Linked DNA regions of Canis lupus: region 2 is linked to region 1. The links are chromatin contacts, called in public Hi-C maps. All regions are on one chromosome and are shown on one strand. Each heading gives the region's core, a stretch centred on a gene start, on an enhancer-like site or on the middle of the called end of the contact. The rest is flanking DNA. Distances are from core to core; before and after follow the strand shown. Region 1 has its middle 140 kb from the start of TRIM33. Region 2 holds the start of DENND2C (DENN domain-containing protein 2C).

Region 1 (6,916 bases), core at 516-3,015:
TTGCACTGGGAAACAGTTTCCAATTTTTCCCATTTTTCATTTTTTACATTCCTGAAATTATTTTTGTTGGCAATGATCCCTTGACACTTAAATTTTACATCATAAAGTTGAACTGTCATCAGCTTCTGATCCATGGAGTCTTCCAACCATTGAGTCTGCAACTGACTTGCGACGGGTTTTCTCTCATCAAATTTTTTAAGTAGGTCAAGCAGACGTATTCTTCTATTAACTGAGAGCCAGTGACAAATGTCATCAAGTGTACATACTCTCACCCACGGTCAGTTTCACTTGCAATGTTGAGAATGAATTGAATCCACAAGAATATGCATTATTTCTTGGCTATTCCACGAATGTACTGTGAGCAGCTTTGCGATGCAGCAGCACAGGGACTGAGGAAGGAAGCCGGGGAGGGAGAGGGGAAAGCCAATGAGACCCAGAAGCTGGGAGGGAGGCACCAGCACATCAGACACCCTGACTGTAGTGCTGGCCCCCAGCATCTCCTGCCTCTGATGCCTAAGCAGCTGCACAGGGGTGAGCCACTTGTTGGGGTGGGGAACACTGAGCAGTTCTTACTCCACCCAGGGCTGTAAGCTCTCTGGCCTCTGCCCCAGCACCCAGCAGTGCCTCTAGGCTGACAGCCGATCAGTCCAGACTCAGATCGAACATGATGTAGGGGGAACTGATGAACTTGGTGTGTTTGTAGGGATTAGACTGTCGCTGGCTTCACAAGGCCCCTGGAATGTGGAGGCTGCTGATTTTGCCACATCATCACCTGCCTATCTCAGTTGATACCCAGAGCTGTGTGGCTGTTGACAAGTCACTTAACCTCTCTGATTCTCTGCTTTCTTGTGAAAATAAAGCTTAACCTGCTATGCTGATGTAAGGATTAGAAATATTAAATTTAAAGTGCCTGGTGAGGGCTACCTGAGTGGCTCAGTTGGTTAAATGTCTGCCTTCGGCTCAGGTCATGAATCCCAGGGTCCTGGGATCGAGTCCCACATCAAGCTCCTTGCTCAGTGGGAGCCTACTTTTCCTTCTGCTTCTCTCTTCCTCCCTCATGTGCTTGCTCTCTTTGGCTCTCAAATAAAGAAATAAAATCTTAAAAAAAAAAAGTGCCTGGTGTATAGTAGACACTCAACAAATGAAAGCCCTTTTGTGATTAATAGTGTGGCTTAATGTGAATTTCAATCTGTTTTTTTTTTTTCTTTTCAATCTGGTTTAATTTGGAAATCAACCGCCTTCTTTTCATTTCTCTGCCTGAGTGCCTGAGAAGTTAGCCCACTCTGGCAGCTGGAAGGAGTGACCCCTTAGGTCAGCTTGAAGACCTGAGAAGCACCCCGGAGTGTGAAGGAACAACAGACTGGATTTGTTTAGCCAATGCTTTTGCTACTTGGGAAACAGAGAAGCTTCTGCCTTGATAATTCGTAATTATTGCATGCTCTAAATCATTCGGAGTCAACCAATAAGATTGTCCTGTATTTGTAAAACCTCTGGGCTCCATTCTAAAATGCAACAGGCGGAAAGAACAGGTTCTGTCTTTCATCTGTCCCAACGTCTGGGCGCCCCGCGCTTCCCTCCGCGGTGCGCAGCGCCCCTAGCGGCCTCTCGCGCCATCGCGCCTGTGCGGCGCCGCCGTGTCGGGCTGTGTCCACCAGAGGGCGCCAGCGCTCCTCGGAAGAGGGAGGCCGCCTTCAGGGCTGCCCGAGGGGCGCGGGTGCAGAGGGCCGCGGCGGGGTCCACGCGGGGCCTCAAGATCACACGTTTATATGCAGCCCAAGGATTTTTTTTATTTTGGGAGGGAGGGGCAAGAGGGAGGGAGAGAGAGAGAGGGAGACAGAGAGAGAGAGAGAGACCTCACTGAAAGCATTTTACTTCCTCTGTTGCAGCCCCTCCCCCCAAAAATAATAAAATAATAATAACAACAATCCTGTATTAGTAATGGCCCCTTTCCTGGAAGGTTTATGGGCACAGAATAATCGTATCTTGGCTGCTGCTGATAAGAGACTACCTTTGGGGAGCCTAAACTATTACCTCTCAGATCTATGCAGAATTTTAATCAATAATAGCTTGTATTTGAATACTCTTCTAAGCTTTTGAAGTGATCTTCAGAAACCTCTCATTTAGACTTTACAAAAACCTTCCCTTTCCCTCTTTAAAGATGAACCAGGGCACCTGGGTGACTCAGTTGGTCAGGCCCCTGACTCGGTTTCCACTCAGGTTGTGATGGCAGGCCAGTGAGACCCAGCCTGTGTCAGGCTCTGCCCTCAACACAGTCCGCTGAGGTCTCTCTCTCTCTCTCTCTCATTCCCTCTGCCCCTCCCCCCCAAAATAAATAAATAAATCTTTTTAAAAATAATAAAGATGAACCAACAGGTCTACAGAGGTCATTGTTACTCTTATTGGAAAGGTACACTCAGCTGGCAACCACACCTGCATGTGGGCTCTCTGTTCTTTTCCTGGTTCTTCTCACCTCCCCAAATTCTTTGCTTACCCCTTTGCCTAATGCGTAACAGCCCAACTTTAGCACTTCCTTTTTTTGACCTCCCCCCGCTCCCCACAACAGCTGGGCCAGAGCAGGTGTAGAAAGGAGGCCGCAGGCTGGCAAGCTCTTGAGACTTGTGTCTGCGGACGAAGGTTCTGGGTCCCATCCTTTACCGCCTGCGTGGCCCTAGGCACCACAACAACCCGTACTGTTCCTGAGTCCTCTGCTGAGGAGGCGCCCTGGCTGTAAAGTCTCTGAGAGGGCCCCACACAGCTCTAACTTTCCTGGATGGTGATTGTTTGGAAAGCCAAAGCCCACCATTGAGGTGAAAATGTGATGGGTTGTTTTGGGGTAAACTGAATGTTGATATTTCCATGTATGAGTCAACCCTGGGTTTCTCACCCAAGCCCACCCCAAGCTGCATCTCCTTCCTCACCCCTCACAGCCAGCAAACCCTTTCTCAGGAGCCAGATTCTCCAAGCCCAAAACGGAGTGACTGATGATTACTGGCAAGAGCTAACTATCCAATGGTCAGAGCCATGCATGCATAGCAGCAGCCATAGGCAACATGTCCAAGATGCTTCCTCCACGTCCCCACCACTGCCCTTCAAGACATGGACCTCACACCTCACAGGGCTGAGAGGATTTGATCCACATTTACCATGAAGCAGCCCCCAGTTTCCTTTGTCTTATTTCTTCTCTGGTGCCACACCTGAGAACTTTAAAATATGAAAGATGGAGCCCATTGTAGTGATAAGATTAATTACAAAATTGTCTTTTCACACGAGGAAGAGAGAAGACCACAGAGTGACCAGGAAGCCTGACTGTACAATAGACTCCCAGGTAAAGGAAAGCTCACCTACTCCAGGAACCAACACGATTTGCATTTTGCTGGAATATGTGAGGGTGGTTCAAAGACTGAAATCAAGTGGCTTTCCAAACACTTGGCTCATTTATTTTTTTCTGCCAAGCTCTAATGTGCTGTCCTAACTCAGTGCGTCCACAGTAGCCCCTCAGATGGCTCCCCTCCCAGCTTCCCAAGTGCTCTGTCAAAGCTGCTTTGGTTCTTTTTGTCCTGAAGCTTGTCCTCGTGTCCTCACATCCATACTTAGCATATGTCACCTTGAAGAGTCAAGAGGAAGGTGGATGTCGAGGAGGACAATTGGCCCCTGGGGCGCCTGGGGCAGAGCGGCCAGTCCTCAGGCTGTGAAGTCCTAGGCACAGTTCCCAGGGGCTCCTGAGGGGAAAGTTCTAGGGCCCCTAGGCCATCAGGTGGGCCAAGCACTGAGTGTCCCCACCAGGGTGAGTCAGGACAAACTGATCTCGGTTGGGAGCCTGGTCAGCTGGGGATTTGCCTGGAGGCCAGTTTTCCTGAGCTGCTACGGTGCAGAGAAAGGGGCAGTCGGCCGCCCTTGGCCCCGGGGCTCTGCTATCCTGTGGCAGCAGGTGCTGACACGCTCCAACAACCTCTTGCCTCACACCGTTAGCCTCCCTGGCAAAGGGTGTCCTCCTCCTTGGGGCAGAAACCTCAGCCCCCAGGCATGTTCCACGTCCCCTGGGAAGTTTGTCAGATGCAAGGCCCAAACCCTCCAGCTCTCCAGACTCGGTGGTCTGCAGGCTCGCATCAGAGTCCTGACTCACAGCCTGACCCAGGCAGCCTGGGAAGCCGACAGGGTCGAAAGGTCACCACTGAGCTTACACCAGACCAAACTTTGAACTGGTTTCTCAAATAATTTCTTTTTTTTTTTTTCCAAGCCAAACTGTATCCAGCTTTATTAAAGATACTTTTCATAAACAATCATGGTATTTCAGGCAGGACATGGGCAGATGATCATTAACAGTTTACAACAACTTTCGAACTCCCTTCTTCAAAGGACTACCAAAATCAGAAAGCCACTATAAAACCCAATGAAGTCTTCATGTGATGCTCTGAACAGGGAAAGTTTAGAGTGAGGGTTGACAGTTCACATTTAGCATGTTGTTTAACAACTTTTCACAAGCCGACCCTGACTTTCAGGAAATGAAATGAAAACAGCAGAATTATCAATCCTGAAGATCCACAAGCTAAAAAAGGAACTCTTTTGAGGGACGCCATCTCAGTGGTGACACTGTAAAGTCCAGATTGCATGATATACTGGGAACCATTTCATGGGGTCAGGTTCCAACAGGTCTCTGGGGTTAAGGAAGTCAAGTCTATGTTGAAGGCAGAGAGGGAGAAGAGGACATAAAAAAATTAATTTTGGTTTTTCCACACCACCAGGGTGGCTCATGTGGAACATCAAGGAATCCCTCTTCCTGGGAGCCAAGAGGAAGTTTCTCAAAACTAGAAGGGAAAGGTGTTTTTTCCCCTTGTTATCAATCTAGCTTCGAAGATATTCTATTAGTGACATATGCCCTTCCCCCAAAACAACAACGAAGTGTTCCATGTGCTAACAACATAGCTTAAAAAAAAAAAAAGTAAAACAAAATTCTACGTTTTTATAAAACTTGATAAAAAATAGTATTTCAAACTGTACAGTCACCAGAAGTACACAGTTATCAAAAATGCACACACTTCACTTAGCATCTCCAGCACCTCCAGCTTTCTGTGCCTGGTCTGTTTTGGCATCTCCATTTTCTGCAGGGTTATTTTCATCCTTGCCAGCATCAGCTTCCCCTTTTTTCCTTTGGGTACCATCTCTCCCTTCTTTGCAGGGGCCTTTTTAGGCTTGAGCTCTGGCTTTGGAGGAGCAGGTTTAGCAGATAACCTTGCAGATCTTCTCTGTGGCTCATCCTTCACCTTGGCTTTATCTCCTTTAGCATCCCCTTCAGCCTTTCTCTTGGGTGTGGTGGTGACAGCGGTGGACGTAAGCACTGGACGGGGGGATGCAGTGGCTCGTGGGCTTTGGCCGGTCTGGGGGTCGTTATCGCCTCTTCTTCTTCACACTGCTCCTTTCGAAGAATTTCTTTCTTTTTTTTTTTTTTTTAAAGATTTTATTTATTTATCTCGAAGAATTTCTATGCAGTTTTCTCTCTGTGTGTCCTCAGGCCCTTCCTCTGAGACTGTGCCCACTGCGTTTCTCACATGTGAGAACTCTCCGACTTGTGGGGCTACCCAGGTCTGAGACTACACAGCCAGGATCTGTCAGGCTTGCTTCTCGCTCCAAGCCCGGCTCCTCCTCTCCCAGGCCTACCCCGAGAGGGACCCTGAGTGCCACCCCTGTGCAAGAGGGCCCAGGTGAACTGCCCGCAGGAGACAGGCTGAGCCGGGTTCAGTCTAAAGGGCGCACACTGCAGAACTCCCATCCACACATGAAACCAGACAATATCTCCCCCAAGCCCCTAGATATTATAATATGTGCTTTATTTGAAAAGAAATCACTTTTAGGATGCTCATCATCACTCACCATCAGGGAAATGCAAATTGAAACCACAAAGAGCTATCACCTCACACCTGTCAGAATGGCTAACATCAAAAACACAAGAAACAACAAGGGCCAGCAAGGATGTGGAGAAAAAGGAACACTTGTGCACTGTTGGTGGGACTGGTGCAGTCACTATGGAAGATGTTACAGAGATTCTTCGAAACCTTAAAAATAGAATTACCATATGATCCAGCAATCCCGTTTCTGGGTATCTATCCAAAGAAAACAAAAACACTAACTCAAAAAGATAACACACACCTCCGTGTTCTTTGCAACAGCATTTCCAATAGTCAATATTGGAAAACAGCCCAAGAGTCAATCAATGAACAAACAGATGAGGAAAATGCAGTATATAGAAAGTGGAGTATTATTGAGCCATAAAAAGAATGAGATGTTGCTATTTGTGACAACGTGGATGGACCATTATGCTAAGTGAAGTAAAACAAAGAAAAAAGCAAATACTGTATGATACCACTTATATGTGGAATCTAAAAGGAAGGAAGGAAGGAAGGAAGGAAGGAAGGAAGGAAGGAAGGAAGGAAGGAAGGAAGGAAGGAAGGAAGGAAGGAAGGAAGGAAGGAAGGAAGGAAGGAAGGAAGGGAGGGACACCAAGCTCATAGATGCAGAGAACAAATCGATGGTGGTCAGAGGTGGGAGGTGGGAAGTGGGCAAAATGGGTGAAGGAGTTCAAAAGATACAAAGTTCTAGTCACAAAATAAATAAGCCCTGGGGATGTAAGGTGCGGCATGGTGACTATAATTAATACTGCATTGTGTATTCGAAAGTTTAAGGCAGCAGATCATGGGAGTTCTCATCGCAGGAAAAGAAATTCCACGAGACCTACTGTGGTGATCACTTCACAATACGTACAGATATCAAATTGTTATGTTGTACACCTGGAGCTAATAATGTGGTCTGTCAGCTATACCTCAATAACAAAAAAAAAATCGCTTTTAAGGACCTCTCTACCATGGAGATACAAAATGAGTCCAGTTTGTTTAAGAATGGCACTAAACATTTCCTGAGTGAC
Region 2 (7,391 bases), core at 1,844-4,343, 280 kb after region 1:
TGTTGAAAAATAATCACTTCTTCTATTGATAAGATAATGCCATAATTGTAGTATGAGTGACTGAGGTTTTTTTTTTTTTTTTTTTAAGATTTTATTTGAGAGAGAGACACAGAGATAGAGCACAAGAAGAGAGGAAAAGGAGAAACAGGTTCCCCACAAAGCAGGGAACCTGATAGGGGACTCGATCCCAGGACCCTGGGATCATGACCTGAGCCAAAGGGCAGACACTTAACCATCGAGCCACCCAGGAGCACTGTGACTGCAAGTTTAGAAACAGAAAGAATCCCAAGTCATTCATGGGTGGTGGGGGTGGGGGTGGGGTAATAGTCTTCTATACAAAATATAATTAAATTGTGGCTTGGACAAACCTCCATCCACATCTTGTAACACCAGTTTCTTTCTTTTTTTCTTTTTAAGATTCTATTTATTTATTTATTCATGAGAGACAGAGAGAAAGAGAAAGAGAGGCAGAGACGCAGGCAGAGGGAAAAAGCAGGCTCCATGCAGGGAGCCTGACCTGGGACTGGATCCTGGGACTGGATCCTGGGACTTGATTCTGGGACTCCAGGATCATGCCCTGGGCCAAAGGCAGGCGCTAAACTGCTGAGCCACCCAGGGATCCCCAACACCAGTTTCTTTCTATGTCTCTTTCTCTCCTTTGTGAAGAAGTTATTTCTAGAACTCTCTTTTAAATACACATTGGATTTTATCAGTATTTCACTCACAGAACTTGAAATTCAGTATAATGCAAAAGTTTGGATTAGGACTTCTGGAGTCTAACTGGTCTGAATACTAGCTCTGCTGCCTAGGCTGTTTGATAGGGGTGTTACTCAACCTCATGTCTCTCAATGAGGACACCAAAATAATGACACCTCTCATGGTGCTGTTGTAAGGATTAAATAAGCTAATCCATGTAGAGAATTTAGAATACTGCCTGGCTCAGAGTAGGTCCCAATAAATACTGACTGGTGTAATCATCAGTTTTAAAAACAGTTTTCTTGCTACTTATTTTAGCCCACTTGGTAGTGTTAATGTCCTAGAAGGAAGGAATTGTATTCTGCTCATACAGGAATACTAGGGAAGCGCTAAAACTGTGCCTTCGAATATAACAGATGCTCAATAAACAATGTGACCATAAAGGCTTCAGACCTCCAAGAGCGGCAAATTTAAATTACAGCAAAATTTATATATGGAGTACATATTTAAAATGATGTTTTAAGTAGTTTCAAAACACTCATCTTCCACTGAACTGCTGAAACGTAAAGCTTTTAAGACAACACAAAAATTATATTCACTAGGAACTTTCCCTCTACACCATCTGATTTGCTCTTAACCAATGGTATCTATCCAATGGTCTAAAATTCTTGTCTAGAAGACATGTTATAGATCATTTAAAATGCAATTCCCAGGTTTAGAAAATTCTATTATTGTCACATCAAAAACACTAACACTGTTCCTTTAGATCTGCATCTTAAGAAATCTATTGCCACCGTCAACATAAAAACGCTAACGAAAGGCCACCAGACACAATTACTACATTTCCTGGTTTCTGCCTGGGAAACTACTTCAGAACACACCTACAAGTATCCCCAGTAAATGTCTGCTGGTTACAAACTGCTATTCCCTTTTTTATTTCCACTTTCTCCCTAAAACCCCTCACTCCTTCATACCCAAGGAAAAGAAAGCAAATATCTATAATAAAGATTGTACCAAAAAAAAAAAAAAAAGAGCTACACATTAATTTTGTTTTGAAGGACTAAAATCTTATGAAAGTCTTGATTTGAAGCAATACTCCCAGCTTACTTTACTAGGTAACAAAGTATAATTACTTAAAGCAAAAAAGATTATTTGAGGGGATTCCTGGGTGGCTCAGCAGTTTAGCACCGCCTTCAGCCCAGGGCCTGATCCTGGAGACCTGGGATTGAGTCCCACGTCGGGTTCCCTGCATGGAGCCTGCTTCTCCCTCTGTGTCTCTGTCTCTGTGTGTGTGTGTGTGTCTCTCATAAATAAATAAATTAAAAATCTTAAAAAAAAAAAAAAGATTATTTGGTACCGAACTTAAGGATAAATAATTCAGTAACAGTGCGTGGATAATATGTGCCATTCTAGAAAAGTTCATTGATCAGTTAAAAATGGACCACACTCCAAACAATGGTGATGGGGGGGGGGGGGGGTTAAACAATTTATTTACTCAGTAACAGAGATTTTGGGCTTTATCTAAAACACCGGAGGTGAAACACTAGCTTTGGGATAAAGGTTTACAGAGTGCCCACCGTGCGCCCGGCATTTAGTAGTTGCTTTACAGAATATGCCTGCTGCCGGTGCACAAATGACAAAACCTAACATTTATTTACGGATTGCTCTCATTTATCTCCTTTGACCCTCAGAACACCCCTGGGCGTGAGCATCCCAGATTTCCAGTTGAGGAAAAGAGGCCCAGAAAAGCCGACCCGCCCGAGGTATCGCATCTGTTCTGTGGTCCTGGCCGCCACTCCGGCCCCTGACTCATCGAATCACCATCCGCGATCCCAGTTACTCAAAAGTTCTTGGAGTTTCCATTGTCCGATTGTAAGATCAAAATTCTACCGACTTTCCATGCTGTGCTCGTCAGATTCTGTTAAGAATCAAAACTCAGAAAAAAGCAAGAAACGCGTAAAAGTGCACCGCCTCAGCCCGCGGACGCTCAGGCTCCCAGCGCGGCTCCTGGTGGAGGGCGCCCCCGCCCCGCAGCGCACTCCCGGCCCCCGACGTGGGTGAGCGGCGCCGAGACGCCCCGCGGGCTCCGCCACAGCCGCCGCGGCCCGCCCGCAGGGCTCCCGGGGCCCGTCGTCGCGGTCCCCCGGGGCCAGGGGAGCCCAGACCCCACACCTCGGCGCCGACCCCTCCGCGCGCCCGACGCCCGACGCCCGGTGAGCGACCCCCACCGCCGCGAGGGAGCGAGGCCCCCGGCCGCAGCAGAGCCCGCCCCGCGCCGCCCCGCGCCGCCCCGCGCCTACCTGCCCTCGGCGTCCACGCCGCCCCCGCGGCCGCGCCGCGCAGCTCCCGTCCCTCCGCCGAGGCGCCAGGTCCCCGCGCTCGCACTCGCGGTCGGCTCCGTCCCGCCCCCGCAGGCCCCGCCGAGGCCCCGCCCCCGCCCGGCCCACCCCGGCTCTTATTGGCTCCTCTCTGCGCCCCCACGCCTCGGCCCGCCCCCGGCACCGCCCGGGAACCGTCGAGAGGCGGACCTCCCCGTGCGAGCCCGCGCGGAGCCGGAACCGTGCCCCGGACCCCGGACGCCCCCGGACGCCCCCGCCGCCCCGCCGCCCCGCCGCAGGCAGAGGCCTCAAGCCAGAGCCCCATGGGGTCGCCGTGCCTGCGGCCCTACTAGCCCCACGGCGATGGACCTGAACTTCACATGAAAGCTGACGCTCCACAGCCACCTAGTTGATCGAGGAATCCAAATGGCACCTCGTTCAAGGAAACCATAAAACTCTCTCCTGCCACCGCAGTTGCAGTCCAGTGCCACCTTGGAAAGTAGATGCAAATAACGCTCCGAACGCCTGAGGTTTGAAGCCCCAGCACTGGGAGGCCTTTGATACTCCCAGTGCCTGAGGTCGGCCCCCACGCCCTGTTGCGATACACACGCCTAGGCACTACGCCTCCTACACGCTCTTGCTCAGGTATGTGCATGGCGCGGTGCCCACCGCGAGCGGCAGCCCAGTTTCACTGAGGCTGCGAGTCCGGATGCGTTGAGCCTGTTTCCCAGGCACTCGGTAACCACCCCACCCCACCTCGTCCCGCCCCATTCCACCTCACCCCACCCCACCCCACCGCACCCCACCAGAGTCTCTAGGGTCTGATGACCAAAATCTTCCTACATCTGTTCACAGAGAGGTACCAAAATAGAAGACTGCCTGCCAGGAAGAGAGGTGTTTAGTTACACATCACAGATGACTGTCACAAGCCAACTTAGCCAAAGCAGTAAAAGCCGCATGCCCCACACCATTGTGAAACTATGAGCTGTGGACAATGAAACAGGAATTGCCTTCTATGATGGGAGAGAAAAAAAAAAAAAAGTATTGACAAGACATTTAAAAAATCGTGTCTTGATGAGGAAATGAATGTCAATATTGTTTGTAGTAAATTCTGAACAATGATCTTCATGGACTACCCCCCTCAGCCTCCCCAAATCTTCCTATATTTAGAAAACTTCCCAAACAGTTGCTCAAGATGAACTTTTAAACTAGAATGGTGTGATTTTAAAACTTATTTCAAAATTCAAATTGATTTCAGAGTTCAGACTTTGCATTCAGGAAAATTATTTGGCAAAATGAGGCCAAATGAATTCCAAGTACCCAAATATAAAATCAAATCTGGCCTAGGTTCTATGGCTGTAATAAAAGAATTAAGATGTATGTATTCTACTGCCCCCTCATGGGTAAGATGGAGATATAACTGACAGTAGTTAATGCCTTTTAAGTCTGAGAATGCCTTTTAAGTCTGAGAATAGAATGCCTTTTAAGTCTTAGCAATCTGTATTACTTTGATGACATAGAGGACAAGGTAAAATCAAATCAGGTTCTCTAAGGGACTTAAATACTCAGTAAACAGAGTTCAACTTCAGAAACCAGAGAGAGGATTCTTACACTAGGACTAGTATAAACACGCAGTCAGGATCACACCCATGCTTAGGGTTACTTGTATAGAATGTGGAAACAAGCAGGAATTTGCCTTTAATTTTTTTTTCCATTTGAAAAGTCTTTACCCACTGAGATGTTTTAAAATCTTCTTTTTCACATTTGTATCCACCCATCCTACCACTTCACACTGTGAACAACTTGAGAGTAGAAATGAAATCTTATTCTTGATACCTTTGTTGTGTAAATTGTACCTGATACTTGAGCTGTTCAATCAGTAGTTCTTTAATAATTACTATCAGCCCAGCCACTAGATGGCAACACAGTTGTATGTGTAGAAGTATAGTCTAGCTAATTGGAATTCTACCTGGCCTTGAGTAAACAGGCAGGTTTCTAAAAAGTTATGTGTACGTCTTATTTTGGTAAGTGAAGTTATTTAGAACCTACAAGAACAGATGACTATAACTTTATTGCCAATTATATCCTTACAACTAAGAATCCTTTTTGTAAGATAAATTCTCCCTAAGTACAGATTTTTCTATATTGAGCAACACCTGTGTTTGTCTAAGAATGCCAGTCTCCTGTTGCATCCTATCAGAAGGACTTTTCAATGGCCTAAGTGCCTTAAGCACATTTCATTCTATAAACCAAAAGCCTACATTCTCCCAAAGTCACTTGCTCAATCTTTTGCCCCACCTCCATAGTTATTTATAGTTTTTAAGATGAGGCAAAAATACCAGCAAATGTTTTGCCTGAAAGTCATGGAGACTCTGGAGGCAACCAAACCCATGTCTCCATTGCTATCACTCAATGGATGTGTCCCTGTGCAGGTTATTAACTTCATTAACCTCAGTTTACTCATCTTCCCCCAAATGAGGATAATATTATCTACTTCATAAAGTGAAAATGATTAAATGAAATAATGTCAGTGGAATAATATCTAGTACAATCATTGGTTTATAGTAAGGATTCAATAACTGGTAACTGTTACTATTCATAGTCTCTAAAGAAAATCTCACCCACATTATTACTTGGTTTATTTATTTTATTCTCCCGATTTAAGGCCTTCAGCAATTAAATTAAGTTCATAACACCAGGTTTCATAGCGATAGGCCATGCGGATTTGGGCAACATTTGTCTTCCGGATATCATTTCCCATAGGGCCTTCCTCAAGGTAATTGTCACCCAGAAACTTTACTTTCTCCTGTAAGAGAAAAAAGGAAGCAGAATGATTGTTGTCCCTTTATCCTGATACAGACTATAATTATATCTTCTTCCTCCCCTATACTGCTTGCTGACAAAAGGAAAAAATAAAACATTAAGAGCACTCATCCAGTGCCTCAATGTGCATGGTCTGCTGAGAAGTCAAGTGTATTTTCTTTGCCTTGCCAAAGGCACAGCCAGAGCAATAGAAGAATTCTTTCCAGTGTATCCATAGTAATGGCATATGATTTGTGGAATAATTTTTCTACATGTTCAGTACTGTCTTTTCAGTACTCAGTTACCAGATCCCGTATACAGAAGGGCAACCAGTCAAGGACAGGTCTACCTCATGAGAAATTCCACATTGCAGAACACTGTTTCTTGCCACTTCACACATATCACAGGTACTAAGCTTGAACACTTGTGCAGCAATGGCATATTCCTCCATTAGGGGCTCCTTGGATTGATATTTAAACGAGGCAAAAAAAAAAAAAGAAGGAAAGAAAAAGAATGAATGAATGAATGAAAGAAAAGAACAAACATATATATTTTTAAATAGCATGCGTCCTGCAGAAAAACTATAATGAAATCCCTTGATTTGACTTTAAAATTCTGGATGGGCAACAACAATCCCACCAAATATGCTTGTATTACTCAAGATTCCATATGTTTACCTTGGTGAAGTGGAATTGCATTGGGTCATCTGTCGACAGCGAGATCATTAATCCCTTCTGGAGGAAATCTAGAAAAGGATTTTTGGCATATTCTAGAAATAAGCTGTTGTTACTTAATGGCGACATAGCGATGGGAATCTGGGCTAAGAAAAACAAGTACTGTAACACAGGACTCTGAAAAGGAAAAGTGAAAAACAATATTTAAGGGTGTTGAAAAAGGGATACAAACTAGAAATGTTATTCCCTCAAGTTTTAGCTTTGAACGGAATGATCACATGTTCTTTAAATCCCTTAGTAAAGAAGAATAATAGTTTTTTTTAAATATAAACACTAGTTAGAATAAATTTATTTGGGATCATCAGCTTTCAGAAGCATTGGGTCAAACCAAATGTTTTTTTTTACTTGCCTAAGTTAGATGGTCTGTCTCAGGGAAAAGACTTCACCTTGAAACGTTTTTTGCTTTTTTTTTTTAACTCAGAGCTTATTCAACCTTTACTTTTTATTTTTTTAATTTATTTTTTAAAGATTTTATTTATTTATTCATGAGAGACATAGAGAGAGAGAGGAAGAGACACAGGCAGAGGGAGAAGCAGGCTCCATGCAGGGAGCCCGATGTGGGACGCAATCCCCGGTCTCCAGGATCACGCCCTGGGCTGAAGGCAGCGCTAAACCCCTGAGACACCTGGGATGCCCTCAATTGTTTTTTGCTTTTTGTTTTTTTTCTCTACAAGAAAGTTCTGACTCTCAAAAGAGGCGTTTGAAAACATGATATAACAAGAAATCTGGCAAAAACCAGTTTAAGGTAAGCCAAGTGCCTCTGAATTATCCCTTGTCAGAGTTCTAAAATGAAAATCCAAAGACCTGCATTAATTCATCTCTGCCATTAACTGGTTAGGTA

The links. Hi-C and Micro-C count contacts between places; a contact is called where the count stands out from the background.
Region 2: a contact with region 1 is called in a Hi-C map of blood, with 2.6 times the contacts expected there. The contact joins the promoter of DENND2C here to the enhancer-like site in region 1. A contact is called at or near these places in 2 of 9 Hi-C or Micro-C datasets (amygdala and blood).

What each region holds. Positions count from the first base shown.
Region 1 is chr17:52,617,651-52,624,566 of UU_Cfam_GSD_1.0, forward strand. No RefSeq gene overlaps it. Among named protein-coding and RNA genes, the nearest start is that of TRIM33, 140 kb to the right of the region's middle. Within about 2 kb of position 1,766, at least 4 of the 20 cell types and tissues checked have an H3K27ac peak or open chromatin away from gene starts, as enhancers often do. A contact at or near this core is called in blood, where this site is marked.
Region 2 is chr17:52,898,747-52,906,137 of UU_Cfam_GSD_1.0, forward strand. DENND2C (DENN domain-containing protein 2C) reads right to left here and starts at 3,094. Exons shown (of 17, transcript XM_038561835.1): 1 at 2,997-3,094. LOC106559931 (a long non-coding RNA gene) reads left to right here and starts at 3,264. Exons shown (of 2, transcript XR_005372610.1): 1 at 3,264-3,659; 2 at 3,870-5,536. It overlaps AMPD1 (AMP deaminase 1), which reads right to left. Exons shown (of 17, transcript XM_038561841.1): 15 at 6,494-6,667; 16 at 6,166-6,276; 17 at 5,641-5,820. The coding sequence ends at 5,662.